Linked DNA regions of Sus scrofa: all the other regions are linked to region 1. The links are chromatin contacts, called in public Hi-C and promoter capture Hi-C maps. All regions are on one chromosome and are shown on one strand. The core of a region is the stretch at or near the end of the contact, and the rest is flanking DNA. Distances in the headings are between cores, read along the strand shown.

The links. Promoter capture Hi-C pulls out the DNA fragments that hold promoters and counts their contacts. A called contact is a pair of places that touch in the nucleus more often than the background predicts.
Region 2: a contact with region 1 is called in a Hi-C map of liver, with 5 times the contacts expected there. The contact joins the enhancer-like site here to the promoter of IDH1 in region 1. A contact is called at or near these places in 1 of 5 promoter capture datasets (liver), 2 of 47 Hi-C or Micro-C datasets (heart right ventricle and liver) and 1 of 2 datasets of contacts at active chromatin or transcription factors (skeletal muscle).
Region 3: a contact with region 1 is called in a promoter capture Hi-C map of liver, with 4 times the contacts expected there. The contact joins the promoter of EEF1B2 here to the promoter of IDH1 in region 1. A contact is called at or near these places in 1 of 5 promoter capture datasets (liver) and 1 of 2 datasets of contacts at active chromatin or transcription factors (alveolar macrophages).

The regions. Positions count from the first base shown.
Region 1 is chr15:111,358,926-111,363,769 of Sscrofa11.1, forward strand. It overlaps IDH1 (isocitrate dehydrogenase [NADP] cytoplasmic), which reads right to left and starts at 3,405. Exons shown (of 10, transcript XM_005672136.3): 1 at 3,228-3,405; 2 at 2,133-2,198.
Region 2 is chr15:112,914,731-112,919,262 of Sscrofa11.1, forward strand. No RefSeq gene overlaps it. Among named protein-coding and RNA genes, the nearest start is that of KANSL1L, 15 kb to the left of the region's middle. Within about 2 kb of position 1,446, at least 82 of the 83 cell types and tissues checked have an H3K27ac peak or open chromatin away from gene starts, as enhancers often do. A contact at or near this core is called in liver and skeletal muscle, where this site is marked.
Region 3 is chr15:109,448,654-109,453,300 of Sscrofa11.1, forward strand. It overlaps EEF1B2 (eukaryotic translation elongation factor 1 beta 2), which reads left to right and starts at 3,248. Exons shown (of 6, transcript NM_001243524.1): 1 at 3,248-3,694; 2 at 4,183-4,305. The coding sequence starts at 3,615. NDUFS1 (NADH-ubiquinone oxidoreductase 75 kDa subunit, mitochondrial) reads right to left here and starts at 3,160. Exons shown (of 19, transcript XM_003133603.5): 1 at 2,953-3,160.

The sequences.
Region 1 (4,844 bases), core at 2,155-4,654:
AATGAGATTATTTCCTCACTCTCGTGTTTATTTGAACACTATATCCAACTCCTCATTTTACTGGGCCCTCAAGATGAGCAGAAGGATGTGTGCTCTATTTCCTCTTTCCTAAGAGGCTTTTTTGGGTAGTTCCCTGGTGGCTCAGTGGATAAAGGATCCAGCGTTGTCACTGTTAACGGCTTGAGATGCTGCCATGGTGCAGGTTCAATCCCTGGCCCAGGAACGTTCACATCTGTCTTGGTTAAAACAACTATCCTTGAGGAGATTCAACAAATTCTAGCGACTCATAATTGTCTTTTTATTTTATTTTTTTTTAAATGAGAGTTGCAATGTTTATTTCAGGTTCTCTCTCTCTCTCTCTCTTTTTTTTTTTTTTTTTGGTTTTTTTTTTTTTCCTTTTTTTCCACACAGGCAGTATGTGGGAATTCCTGGGCCAGGGACTGAACCTACATCACACAGCAGCAACTAGAGCCAGAGCGGTGAGAACGCCGGAGCCTCAATCTACTAGGCTATCAGAGAACTCCCAAGTCTTTTTAAAAATGACAGATGGGAGTTCCCATTGTGGCTCAGTGACAACGAACCTGACTAGTATGCATGAGGACATGGGTTCGATCCCTGGCCTTGCTCAGTGGGTTAAGGATCTGGGGTTGCAGACAGAGCTCAGATCTGGCGTTGCTGTGGCATAGGCCAGCAGTTCCAGCTCTGATGCAACCCCTAGTCTGGGAATCTCCATATGCCGCAGGTGCAGCTCTAAAAAGACCAAAAAAAAAAAAAAAAAAAAAGAAAGAAAGAAAGAAAAAAGAAAATTTTTACTTATTTATTTATTTTATTTTTTATCTTTTGCCTTTTCTAAAGCCGATCCCTCGGCATACAGGAGGTTCCCAGACTAGGGGTCTAATCGGAGCTGTAGCTGCCAGCCTACGCCAGAGCCACAGGAACACCGGATCCAAGCCACGTCTGCAGCCTACACCACAACTCACAGCAACGCCGGATCCTTAACCCACTGAGCAAGGCCAGAGATTGAACCTGCAACCTCATGGTTCCTAGTTGGACTCGTTAACCACTGAGCCACGACGGGAACTCCAGAAAAAAGAAAATTTTAAAACATAATGATTAGTAGACCATCTGGAATTTAGAAAAGTGAACAAAACTGGTGTGAATGCATCAGTTACTTGTTTATAATTTCAAGTGCATCTTAAAGTATATGATTTGGTTGTGCTGATCCCACTGTCACAGCTAAACAAAACAAAACAAAACAAAAAGGCAGCAACTTATCTTAGTTTTGATACATTTCCAAGGCCATATTCCCACACAGTTTTATGCAAGAGTTATAACTTGGTTAATTTTCTTTCATGGCAAATACAGTTAATAGAAGGTCATATATCATGCATGAAATTTTAATCCTGAGTGATATTTTTTACTTGAAGCAAACACTTTCTGCAGTAATCTTTCTATACTTCATAATGCATAATCAAAACTTGCAGGTTTCCTTCAATGACTTATCCATTACATTTTTACCATCTTTCAACTAAAAACAAAAAACAAAAAACAAAAACAAAAACAAAGCCTTATTATAAACTCTCACTTACTATAATGTAGAACACTATTTTACTTCTTCCAGATTTGAATCCCATGGAGTGGGCTATAGACTCCACTGAATTGACTTTCTACCCTAGACCCTCAGATTTTCTGTCTCCATCCAAACCTTGACTTCAGAAGGAAGGCCTTTGCCAACAGGCTAGTTCACTTATTCTGAATGCAGCTGGATTCCAATCTCCTGACATACTTGTGCAATGCTAGAAAATAAACCCTGGACTAATACAGAGCAGTTTAAGAAAAAAAGAGCCGCTCACCCTCTTTGACTTTATTGTCATCGATCCCAAACTTTTAGCCACTGTTTTGTTTTGTCGGCTGAGTTAACGAACTACATTAATTTCTGGGTAAAAAAAAAAAAAAAAATCACTGTCTTGCAGAGAAGCCTCTAGACTGAAAGAAACAAGGAAGCATTTGCAATTTATTGTTGGAACGATCCCTGCTTCAGGCCCTTTGCAGTGCCTCCGACCACCTCCAGGACTTCCAAGAGCGATGAAACGCAGTACTGCCGACATGAAGGGGAGAAAGTGCTGTCTTACCTTTACAACTTCTTATCACCCCAATTCTTCCCAATCTTGCACACTCAGCTGAGTGCAGTTTATCTCCTAAAACAAAACAAAAGGGAAGAGAAAGGTAATTTACAAAATAGTCGTGTCAGGAGAATTTAGTTGCTTTTTATACTGGCCTGAGCAGCCCGGTTTATCTGGTTTAAAAGTACAGTGCTGAGTGTACCCAGAGGGGCAAAGGGCAGTTTTAGGTCCGCAGGCAGCTTCCAGATAAAGGAGATAGCTCTGCCGGCACACACTGAGGGGTGCGTCCTGGGTTCGCTGTTGGGTTAGCTAGCCTTGCAGTTTGGATGTCCTAAGGGGACGCCGTAACCAGCAGGTTCCCGGCGTGCATGCGTCCTTGTGGGCGTTGTGCAAGAGGGCTGCAACTGAAGCTGGTTCGGTTCCTCCTTCCAGGTCTTCACGCCCGCTCCGGAAGGTGCCGGGACCTATAAATCTCGGGTGCAGAGAGCGAGCTGGGGGTCGTCTGGCCCTGACCTGGAGAAGCCGGCGGCGGCGCGGTCTCCACCCACAACTGCGCTCCCGCCCACCACCAGGTGGCCTAGGGAACGCCCCTCGCCTCCCTTCTTCAAGCAACCCAAACGGACGCAGCCAGCCAGCTCGAGTTCGAGGCACACGCCCAAGTCCTCCAGCGTTCGAGGCCGCACGTTTTCTTCCCCCTGAACCCAAGAGTTCGTCTTCCACGCATCCCTGCATCCTCCCCCAGCCCGGTTTTCCTTTCTCTTGCAGACCTGGCCCTCCAATTGTCACTGCATGCCACCTCCAGCCGCCCAGTGTCACGCTCCCACGCCCAGGAGCTGGCCTTTTGCACGTCCAGGCATCCAGCACCTTCTTCCTTCCTATTTTCTTTTCCCATGCCCAATACTTGGATTCCTCACCAGCTGTCTTGCAACCAGGACTGCCTAAGTTTCCCCCACCATACGCAAGATCTGAGCTTCCTTTTTTTAATTTATTTTTTTAAACCACTCCAGCCATTGACAGACTCAGAGCCTCCCGGCGAAAGCCAGGGGCCGCCCCCCGACCCCTCGTCCCGTCCCCCGACCTCGACCTCGAAAAACTTGCGGTTACCTGCAGGGGAATGTACCCTGGCGATGACCCGGAACGGCCACAGCCACTCACTGGCTTAACCCCAGCTGGGCCCCAGCTGTTTCGGCTTCTTAACAGCCAACGCAGAAACAGAACGGGTCTGAGGAGGCAGGGCTTTTGCCTCTTCCCGGCTTTTGTCCCGGTCCGGCCCCCTCAGTCCACCTCCCGGAGACCCGCCCCTGCCACGCCACCAATCGCCGAACGCCGACCTCCTGAGATAGGCGGGGCCTGGGATCAGGGGCGGGTTCCGGAACCTTGGGCGAAGTGGGTGGGGGAGGCTTCCCTACGCTCGCAGTGGGGGAAAGGGCAGTGGTGCTGCGGTATTTGGCCCCTGCTTCCCTACTGCGGAAGGAGGACAATGCCACCTGCAGGCTAGGGAGCAGGGCGCGCCGCGGCTGGTATTCTGAGTCCTACACCCCAAAGGAGCGTCCCGGTCTTTGTAAGAACGTAGGGCTCCGCAGCCTGCAGGCCTGCGATAAAGGCAAACAGGGGACAAAGCGGTCCGGACACGTCCCCTTCCCGCCGCTCGCCGGATGTGCCATAGGCTGGACCGAGTCTGGGACTGCCGGAAGCGAGCCCTGGGCGAGCGGGGGTCGCTTTAGGGGAAGCTAGAATACAAAAGATTGAACGGCACGAGCAGATGCACTGCCGTCGGCTTGTATTTCCGCGACCGCCTGCGACAAGTTCTTTGGAGCTTCTGTATTTACAATTTCAGTTACTGCTGCGTACTATAAATAAACGCGGTCGTCTTTTGCATTAAAAGATAGTGAGATTGTTATCTGAGTTCCAGTGAAGCTCAACTAAAGATGAGAAGCCTTAGAAAACAGTGGATTTAAAAAAAAATCTGGAGCTTCCTAGCGGGTTAAAGATCCAGCGTAGTCACTGCTGTGGCCCGGGTTCGACCCCTGGCCCGGGAACTTCCACCTGCCCCGGGTGAGGCCAAAAGAAAAAAAAAAAAAAATCTGTCCTTTGTTTTTTTTATGTATTCCTTATCCTTGAAAACATTGAAGGCGGGGGGGGGGGTGTTTTAGACTGTGATTTGTAGGATAATCACGCGCTTGGCCCAGGATTCCATGCCTCCAAATTAACTTTTAAAAATTATCTCTTGCCGCGGGAGCGGCCCAAGAAATAGCAACAACAACAACAACAAAAGACAAAAAAAAATTATCTCTCATATCGGATTATTCCTTCAACTCTCTGAAGATTATGGACACTACGGGTGCATTTTGGACTCTAGAGGGCGCTGGTATTTTTCCCAGGAGAAAAGGACGAAGGAAAGACTACACCGCCTCGCGCTTATTGATTTTTGAGTTGGATTAACTGAGAGTAGCAGTCACCTCTATTTATTTCCGTAGAATTGATGATAGAGATATATGGTCTTGTATTTTCATCTCAAACCTGAGACCCGCAAATCACCTGAGCTTACAAATTTACTCCATATTCTATCAGGTTCACGTTGTTTATTACCGCCTGGCGACTACTAAAATTATTTCTATTCATTCTTGTTCCAGAAAGGATTTAGGGTAGCCTTCAAGATACATAGCACGACCAAAGACATCGAATATAACTGAGGAGAATGAGGAACAGGGAGAATAAATT
Region 2 (4,532 bases), core at 196-2,695, 1.6 Mb after region 1:
TATCACACACAAATGTAAAAAAATCAATGTGATAGAAATGGTCTGGATTAAGAAAAATTTCATGTAAAAAAAGTCCAGAAGGGCTGGATAAGAGATTTAGATTAAAGCTATGAGGAAATAGTACCAACCTCGACACTAATCTGATTAAGTGGGAAATGAAGGAGAACCAAAGAGTTATAACAGATTTTGAAGATAGTCAAATACATCGTATTTCATGATTCATTGTTTACGTTCTTCCAGTATCCCGGCTAAAAACAGCGCATTTTCGTTAGAAAACTGTATTACTTGGCAATTTCTGTATTTGTAGTGTTGATAAATATTATAAATCACTTTTACGAACACAAGGTATTTGATTCTCATAACAACCTCCTAAGGCAGGGACAGTATTATGAAACTATTTACAAGAGGAAACAGATTGAGATAGGAGAGGTTGTAACTTGCCCAAGGAAACAGCTAGTGTAAGAATTGGAAACAGCCAAGACCACTCACTGGTAAGCCTTACTCAAGCAATCTACATTCCAGAACACCAGGTTTTTCTCTAATGTTTAATTACTTTTAGAGCCTCTTCTTTCCAGTCAAACACAGGGCCAGTCTTGTCTGCAGTAGTGGTAAATATCTCAGGTTTTGTTGCTAACAAACATGCCCTATCCTGTCGGTATCTAAAAAAAAAAAAAAAAAAAAAAAACCCTTTGACCCAAACACAGCACAAGTTAAACAAACTGGTTAAGGTAAGACGAAGGAAGCTATTTTCTTAAATCTCGCCAGTTGATAGAAGTTGGGGGAATCCAAAAGTAACGTGCTTCCCATAATTAAAAAAAAAAAAAAAAAAAAAGTCCCCGCTGACCGCTAATTGAAGCGGAAAAGAGGAGCGGATCCGCCCGAAGCAGAGCGGGCATGGAAACAAACCAAATAATAATTCTCCCGGAGTAAGAAAACATCACAACAAGATCTATCCAGTGCCTCCCCTCTTGGCTGTTAAATTAGCCTCTTCCTTCCCACTAGCTTCTTTAATAACCTGAACATAGTCTTGTATTTCTTGCTACCAAACACCACGTATCCTCAAATTTTCCAGCAACATCAATCCCTTCAGCACACAAAGTGACACAAACTCGGAAATACCATTCCTCAATAATTCCCTAGATTCCCCTCCATCCAACGTAATTCTAAAGGCCAATCCACCGTCTTACTGAAATAAAGCAAAAATTAAAAAAAACAAAACAAGGGACCAATCTAACGCAAACGGCTCCGCGTCACAGACCCTCAACACCGGGCACAACCACCGCACCCGTCAGGCGCGGCCGCCGAAGCAAGGGGCGGGCCCAAAGGACCACGTGTTCTGCCTTCTGCGCAAGCGCCAGACAAAACAAAAGGGAGGCCTGCCAGGCCCCGCCCCTGACCCCACGTGACCGCGCTTAGGTCCGCCCCCACCCCTCCCTCCACCCCTTCCCTCCCCTCAGCTCCTGCCAAAGCTGTTAGGTTTAGCCGTTTAAATTTGGCTGCGATCCGACCCCTGCCCTAGAGCGCGATCCTGTGCTGCTACCCAGAGTCCAAGAGGCCAGAGGATTCGGGGGACGGAGGGGCTGCTGGTCGGTCGCCTGGCCGCAAGTTCTCCCAGCGGTCTTCTCCGCTCTCCCCTCCCCGCGCTGCCGCCGTCCCCGGCAGAGGAGACCCACCCCCCTCAGCCCGCCGCTGAGACGCCGGCCACTCGCCTGCTGGGGCGCCCTGGCTCCCCTCCGCCGCCGCACCTTCGGTCCGGCCGTGGTGGGGGCTGCCGAGGTGATCTCTAGCTGCCTGCCCGCCTCCCCCCACCCGGGGCGCCGCTGACTCGTCTCCAGAGCGCGTCCCGTTCCCGCCCCAGCCGCTGCCGCCGCGGTTTAACAGTCCGCCCGCCGCCCGCAGCTCCGGGCGGCTCGGGGGACGGAACCCTGCCGCGGTGGAGGGGCTGTGGGCGGGGCGCGGCGCCGGCCAATGGCAGCGGGGGAGGGGCAGCACCATGCAAATGAACGCGGGTGGCGGGGAAACCCCGGCAGGGGGCGGGGCCTGCAGAAGCGTCTCGGAGCGTTCTGGAAGTGGCTGGAGTGCGGCGCCCGAACCCTGCTGCAGTGGCGCGGCGGCTGCTTTGGGGCGGATCATCGCTGCTCCTGCTTCCTCCTTACCCCTTCCCCGTGCCAACCGGGGAAAATACGGACGCAGACAGACACACACGCCAAAAATACGGCTAGGAGAGAGAGAGCGAGAGACTTATACCAAAAATATGGCAGGGCTACTTCCCGCCTCTCCTTTGCTATTTCTGTATCACCGTGACAGGAAAAACAAAGCGAGAGGAAAGTCAAGCTGCTTCTACCCCCTGCCGCCCGCGCAGGCTCCTGACGGCCGGACCTTCCCGCCCTGCCGCTGGAGGGGCGAGTTTTAACAGAGCTTTGTTACTGTCGCCAAGTCTATACGGGTCCGTGTGTTTACATTTATTTGGGCTGAGCGCTCAAATCCAAAGGCATATTTATGTACGATCCCCCGAAGGACCCTGAAAGAAGGTGACAAACCTGCCTTGGGTCTAGCTGGGTCGTTTTACAGCAAGAAGCAGGAGCGATCAGCTCGAGCATTTCAAAATCTGTCCAAAGCTAGTTTGAGTAGCTCTGGAGTTAACTCCGTTCTGCAGTAGCGCAAATAAATTAACGAGTTTTATGAGGAGATAGTCGGCCAGGGACACATAAAAACATCTCTGAGACTCTTGCACCTGGCCCAGCGCTCCACTCACCACGAAACTACACCCAGGCATTTCCCTAGCCACGAACTCAAGGGGGATGTGTGTGTGTGTGTGTGTGTGTGTGTGTGTGTGTGTGCGCGCGCGCGCGTACTAAATATAGCTCTTATAGCTTGCAGCTGGATTACAGGTTTTCTTAAGCACCTAATTTACACATGGAATGATTTATGGAATGAAGTGCACGAAGACTTTAGATCCAGAAAGGCAATTGTTATTATTTCGACCATATTGATAGGTTAAGATCTCGGTGAGGGTGAGGGAGAGAAATCCAAGGAATTGGAGTTATAACAAAGTATAAGACATGACACAAATTACTGGAATTGAAAAATAACTGGCTTATTCCTGGTCTTTTTAGTACATTGTGACATAGTGCAATGATTTTTATGACAAGCTGCTCTTGTAAGAGAGAATAATTTTTTTTAATTGCTCAAACAATAATTGCACCTTCATATGGAGTAAGGGAAGTGTTTGGAAAACTGATTTACCATCACTGAAATAAAAATTGTAAGTGAGTAATGTACTGTGAAAGTAATTGGGAGTCCCCATTGTGGCTCAGTGGGTTAAGAACCCGACATAGTGTCCATGAGAATACAGTTCGATCCCTGGCCTTGCTCAGTGGGTTAAGGATCTGGCATTGCCACAAGCTATGGTGTAGGTCACAGATGTGGCTTGGATCCTATGTTGCTGTGGCGTGGTTTAGGCCACAGCACACTGATTCCACCCCTAGCCCAGGAACTTGATTAAGGCATTTAATTTTTTTTAAATGCACAGTCTGAGAAGTCAAGCATGTATTATGTTAGTTCAAAGAAAGATATTTTATTTGGTCTGTATAGGTGTTTTAAAGGACTTAGGCAGGGGAGAAAGTCATCAATAGTTTAGGAGATAGTATCATTGAGTTTGAGTAGAGGTTGTGTTTGTCATATTATGGGGCACAGCGCATGTCATTACTAGATTGAGTAAATGCTAGAGATAGGGCAATAAACAAAGTTCCAGTCCTTATGGAATTTATAGTGGTGATACAGGCATTAAGTTTTGTCATTACACAAGTAATAATTCAGAAAGCATTTTAATAAACATTATCTAATTTGTTCATCAAACAATCATAGGAGGTAGGTTGTTTCCAATCTCTAGGTTCTTTTATTTTGTGGTCAGTTCTGCAGTCTGCCAAATTTACAGACCTTAAATAAGTATTTCAATCTACCAAGCCATCACACAAATAAATTTTGCTTATTTCTTTGTGTTCAATTTATGGTACTTTAAAAATAATAGGAATGGGAGGTAGGAAATGATTAATAATAGATGTTTGATGTAAACAGTGTAGAAAAGCACAAAGAAGAAAATTGCCTTCATCTAGAAGCGCTGCTATATTTCATACGTATGAGCTGACACTGCATAATGTATATTTCTTAGCCCATTTAACCACATATTAAGCACATTGTACCTTTTTTATTATATATTTATTTATTAATTTTTAGGGCCACATCCCAGGCATACAGAGGTTCCCAGGCTAGGGGTCCAATCGGAGCTACAGCTGCCAGCCTATGCCACAGTCATGTGGGATCTGAGCTGCATCTTTGACCTACACCACAGCCCACAGCAACGCCAGATCCTTAACCCACTGAGGAAAGCCAGGGATCGAACCCACAACCTCATGGTTCCTAGTCAGATTCGTTTCTGCTGCACATGACAGGAACTCCAGCACATTGTTCCTTGACACTGAATATTCTTCTTCCTCTTCCTCTTCCTCTTCTTCTTCTTCTTATTTTAGGGC
Region 3 (4,647 bases), core at 1,998-4,497, 1.9 Mb before region 1:
CCTTAGACAGAACTTGACTTGTACATCATCAAGAAGCTAAGAAGGAGCAGCCAGCATATAAATTTGAGCCTTCTAATTCTATAAAAGGGCAGTTTTGTTGTCCTTAACTATAAACAAATGATCAAACTTGAAACATAATAAAAGTGAGCGTATCATTAATAGATAAAGCCTATTTTTCTGCTTTGATTTCCTGCTAATTTTCGTTGATATTCTGAGCAGTTATCTATTAAATGCTCCCAAGATATTCTGAGCTGGCCCACAAGCCCAAGCCTTTAAGTGTCTGGAGTGCTATTTTCTGGGCCAAGTAGTAATTTATCTTACAAATTTGCAATTACCTATTTATGTGCCTATTCTACACACACTGTGTTATAAACTTCTTGAATCTTTCTATCCTCAGTATCTACCCCCAAGGTTGGAATACAGTAAGCTCTAAAACGGTGGTTCTCAACAAGAAACAATTTTGCTTCCCAGGGAACATTTAACAATGTCCAGACAACTTATCTGTTGTCACGACTACAATACTCAGAAGAGTCTCCTATAATCAAGAATTGTCTAGAGTGTCAACAGTGTTGAATATGAGAAACCCTCTCTCAAAGATTTGCTGATTACTGAAATAAATGGAAATAATGGAAGTAGATCATATAACACCAACTGACATACATAAAAAACAGACAGAAAAGTTATCCTTTCAGAGTTTTTTATCCATTCACTTGATGGTATTGGCTAAGCAATGAACTTACTACTTGATTATATGGGCTAAGCATCTAACTTTTCATTTGGAACTCTTGAAAATGCAAATTATGTGATCGGAATGTATCACATAAAGAATTTCAAAGGTTAAAGGAGGGGGAAAATAGTACATATATATAAGTTTTAAGCATAGGGTTTCAGGTACCTATTACAGATAGTATATAACAGGAAATTTCATTAGTTCAAGCTTCAATAACTCATGAAATTCATTAATTCAGAATTTATGATATTGAACTTACAGACATTTGTCACCTTCTAGTGAGTGGCTTTTTGGTAAATCAGAGTCTCTGCTTCCTTATCTAAAGAAGAAAGCAATCCTAGGCTAGGTATTATCAGTAGGCGGCTCAATAAATACCAGTAGAAGCTGAACTCAATCAATTAGGCAGTACTACCCACTGAAAATCAGTTTTAAAGTGCTTTTTTTCCTTTGTGCTCCTTCTCTTTCCTATTGGCACACACTATATATGTGTCTTTATTATTCCACCTACTAAACTACAGGTTAGTAAACAACTTCAGTACCTACTAAACTATAGGCTCCTTGAAAAGGAAGGGTGCACTTTGGTCATCTTCCTTTTCTGAAGACCTAGCATGGTGCCCTTGAGAAAATAATCATCAAATAGAGTTGACCATTAAACAATATAGGTTTGAACTTTGCAGGTCCACTTATAGGTGAATTTTTTTTCAATAGTAAATACTATAGGAGTTCCCATCATGGCTCAGCGGTTAACAATCCAACTAGGAACCATGAGGTTGCGGGTTCAATCCCTGGCCTTGCTCAGTGGGTTAAGGATTCGGCGTTACTGTGAGCTATGGTGTAGGTTGCAGATGCAGCTCGGATCCCACGTTGCTGTGGCTCTGGCATAGCCTGGACCCCTAGCCTGGGAACCTCCATGTGGCACGGGAGGGGCCCAAGAAATGGCAAAAAGACAAAAAAAAAAAAAGTAAATAATACAATTACAAGATCTGAGGTTTGTTGAAACCTCACACCCAAACCGTGGATACTGTCACATTTCACAGTGACCCATTTATATGGCATTCTCAGCTTAGACTGCATAAGAGGAAATACATGTAGTGAAATGTTGAGGAAAAAAAAAGTGGATATCACCAAATTCCAGAATATGCAGAATCTGTCCTATTAAAATATATTGATATGAAGGTAAAAATGAATTTGCTGAATTAGAGTAATGACAGATTCAAATTCAAAAATCAGTATTTCATACAACGATGTAAAAACGCTGGAAGACTTTTTTGACCAGCCCAGCTAAAATGTCCTAACTACTCCCCAGTCATATCACCATTTAATTCTTCTTAGTAGATTCATTTCTGGCTTATAGTGGGCGATCAATAACTGTCTGCTAAATGAACTCTATCTCCACTCTCTGGCCATAACTTAATGTCACTTCTCTGCTATTAAAGAATGCAGGTGTTCTGGCAAACGCATAACACCCCGCTTAAAGATGCACATACAACTCGGTGGAAAAAAAGGACATTCCATAAAAAACTAATTTGCTGTTTATTCATCAGAAACAGTTCACCGTTACATTTCCTACACCCTCAATTCGTATTTGAGCAGAGTCGTCTCTGATACACGATTTTACAGTACATGTACTAGTTCCCCCAAACTTTTAAACAACGTAGCTTTTTGTTATTCGCACTGCAACCTTGGGACAAATTTTAAAATGTCCTTTTCTTCAGTTTCCCCACCAGTGAAAGAGTTAATAAGTGTTATCCAATCCATAAACATAACCAAATAATAAGAGGCATGTACGGTTGCTAAGGCAACAGCAACGAAAGATGCACTGTACCAGGTTTTGTGCTAATTTGGTGGAAAATGCTCCGTCTTTAGGCCCATGTCACTTGGCACAGGTCCTCTCTCGGGGAACAATACGGCCTTCTCTCCAGGTAGAGGACTGTCCTGCATTCCCTTGCAGAAGGAAGGTCACCCACAAGGCTGCATTCGGGTTAGCGCTCCCCCCGGGCCTCCAGACCTCTCCTCCTCTCTGTTCCATCATACCAGAAACCTTGACTAACAGACCTCACCTGCCGGCTTTCTGAGGGTTCCCCAGGAGGCAGGGTGGAACGGGGTACCCAGTCAAGGACAAGAGGAGAAATGAGTCGGTTGGACCAAAGGAAAGAGTCTCATCAAGGAACAAACTCCGAGGGCCAAGGTACCTCAGCCTTCTCACCCAAACACGACCTCACCTTTTCCCTGGAGCCGCCGAGGATGGCTGCTCTGCAGAACCGTCTACACCGCAACGACCCCTTCAAAGGCCGATTTGCTTATTCAATATGGCGGCCTCGGGCATCTCCGTCAGCCAGTCCTGCAAGAACGGAAAGCCGGGAGGGACCAGAAACCCCAGTTCAACAACTTCCCGCGTAGATTGAGTTCAGCAACTTCCGTCAGTTTGACAGAGGGCGGGGCGGAGGGCGTTGCAGCCGGGAGCGGGGGCGGGGTAGAAGGGTTGGCTCAGACCTGCAGTTCCGCCGGAAGTGGCCTGGCGGCCCAGGCCGAACGTCTTCGGTCATCTCCGGTGCTTCAAAAGGCTCTTCTTGTAATCTTCCGAAGCCCTTGGCGATAGTAATTTGAGAAATATCCATTTTATTAATGATTTGCAAACACAGAGAAATACCGGTGGGCAATCTGTCGGCCTATTTCAGAGCCCTTGATTTTTACATTGTGGAAGCGTAAAGTGCTTTAACCTTTAACCTCTAACCTCCGGCCAGGGGCATCGGAGAGAAACGCCTCCGTCTCTATATAAGGAATTTCCGGGCTTTTTGCGGCCTTTTTCCTCTTAGCGTTAGGCTCCCTCGCCTGCGCTCCTTTTTTCCTCCGCTGCGGCCCAGTTCCCAGATCGACAATCGCCATGGGTTTTGGAGACTTGAAAAGCCCCGCCGGCCTCCAGGTGCTCAACGACTACCTGGCAGACAAGAGCTACATCGAGGGGTGAGCGGACCGGCAGGGGCGGCCGGGTGCGGTGGGGCCACGTGGCGCGGCCTCGGCTGCTGCTGGAGGAAAGGAAGCCTGGACCCAGGGCTCTCCCGGGGGAAGGGGCTGCAGAGAGAGAAGGGTTAAAGAGGTGCTTTCTTTTCGATTACTTGATTCAACTAGGTTTTTCTGCGTTTTGCTCAGTTAACAGATGGAAGCCTGTAGACATGGCGTTAGTGATTGCAATTTCCGAGGTCTACTAAGTGTCAGGCATGTCTCAGGATAGCGCGGAGAACTGAGTAGATAATCCCTGATCCTAAGGAGCTTTTTTTTTTCTCCTTTTCTCAAATAGCTAAAGCACCTTAGGGCCCCCTAACAAATGGGCGCGTTCTCATTCAATAATTTGAGGGTCGTAGCGTTTGTCATTTATTTGCTGGTGTTCGTAGCTTTTTTTTTTTTTTTTTTTTTTTTTGAGGTGTGTATAACTAGTTTTGTATCATGGACAGGTATGTGCCATCACAAGCAGATGTGGCAGTTTTTGAAGCAGTCTCCGGCCCACCACCTGCTGACTTGTGTCATGCCCTACGTTGGTATAATCACATCAAATCTTATGAAAAAGAAAAGGCCAGGTAAAATTATCTTTGTGTTCATCTGAAGAATGGACTGATTTTAAGGTTAAACTTGGGATTTTCGCGTGACAAATTAGGATTCTGGCGACTTCATGTTTGTTGGGATATTGTAAGCTAAATTTCTGTGACTTTAGAAGACCAAGAGACTGGAATTCTCCATTTTTTCATGTAACAGGTAGGACATGAACAATTTTGATAAAAAGCAAATCAGGTGAAATGGAAAGTTTTACTCAAGCCACAATGAGAATTACAACTTGTGAAAAGCCCCTCAGAAACATCTGAGAACTGTTCCACCCATAGAAGTTCTTGAGATAGGGCCGTATGTTGAATGACATGTTACTA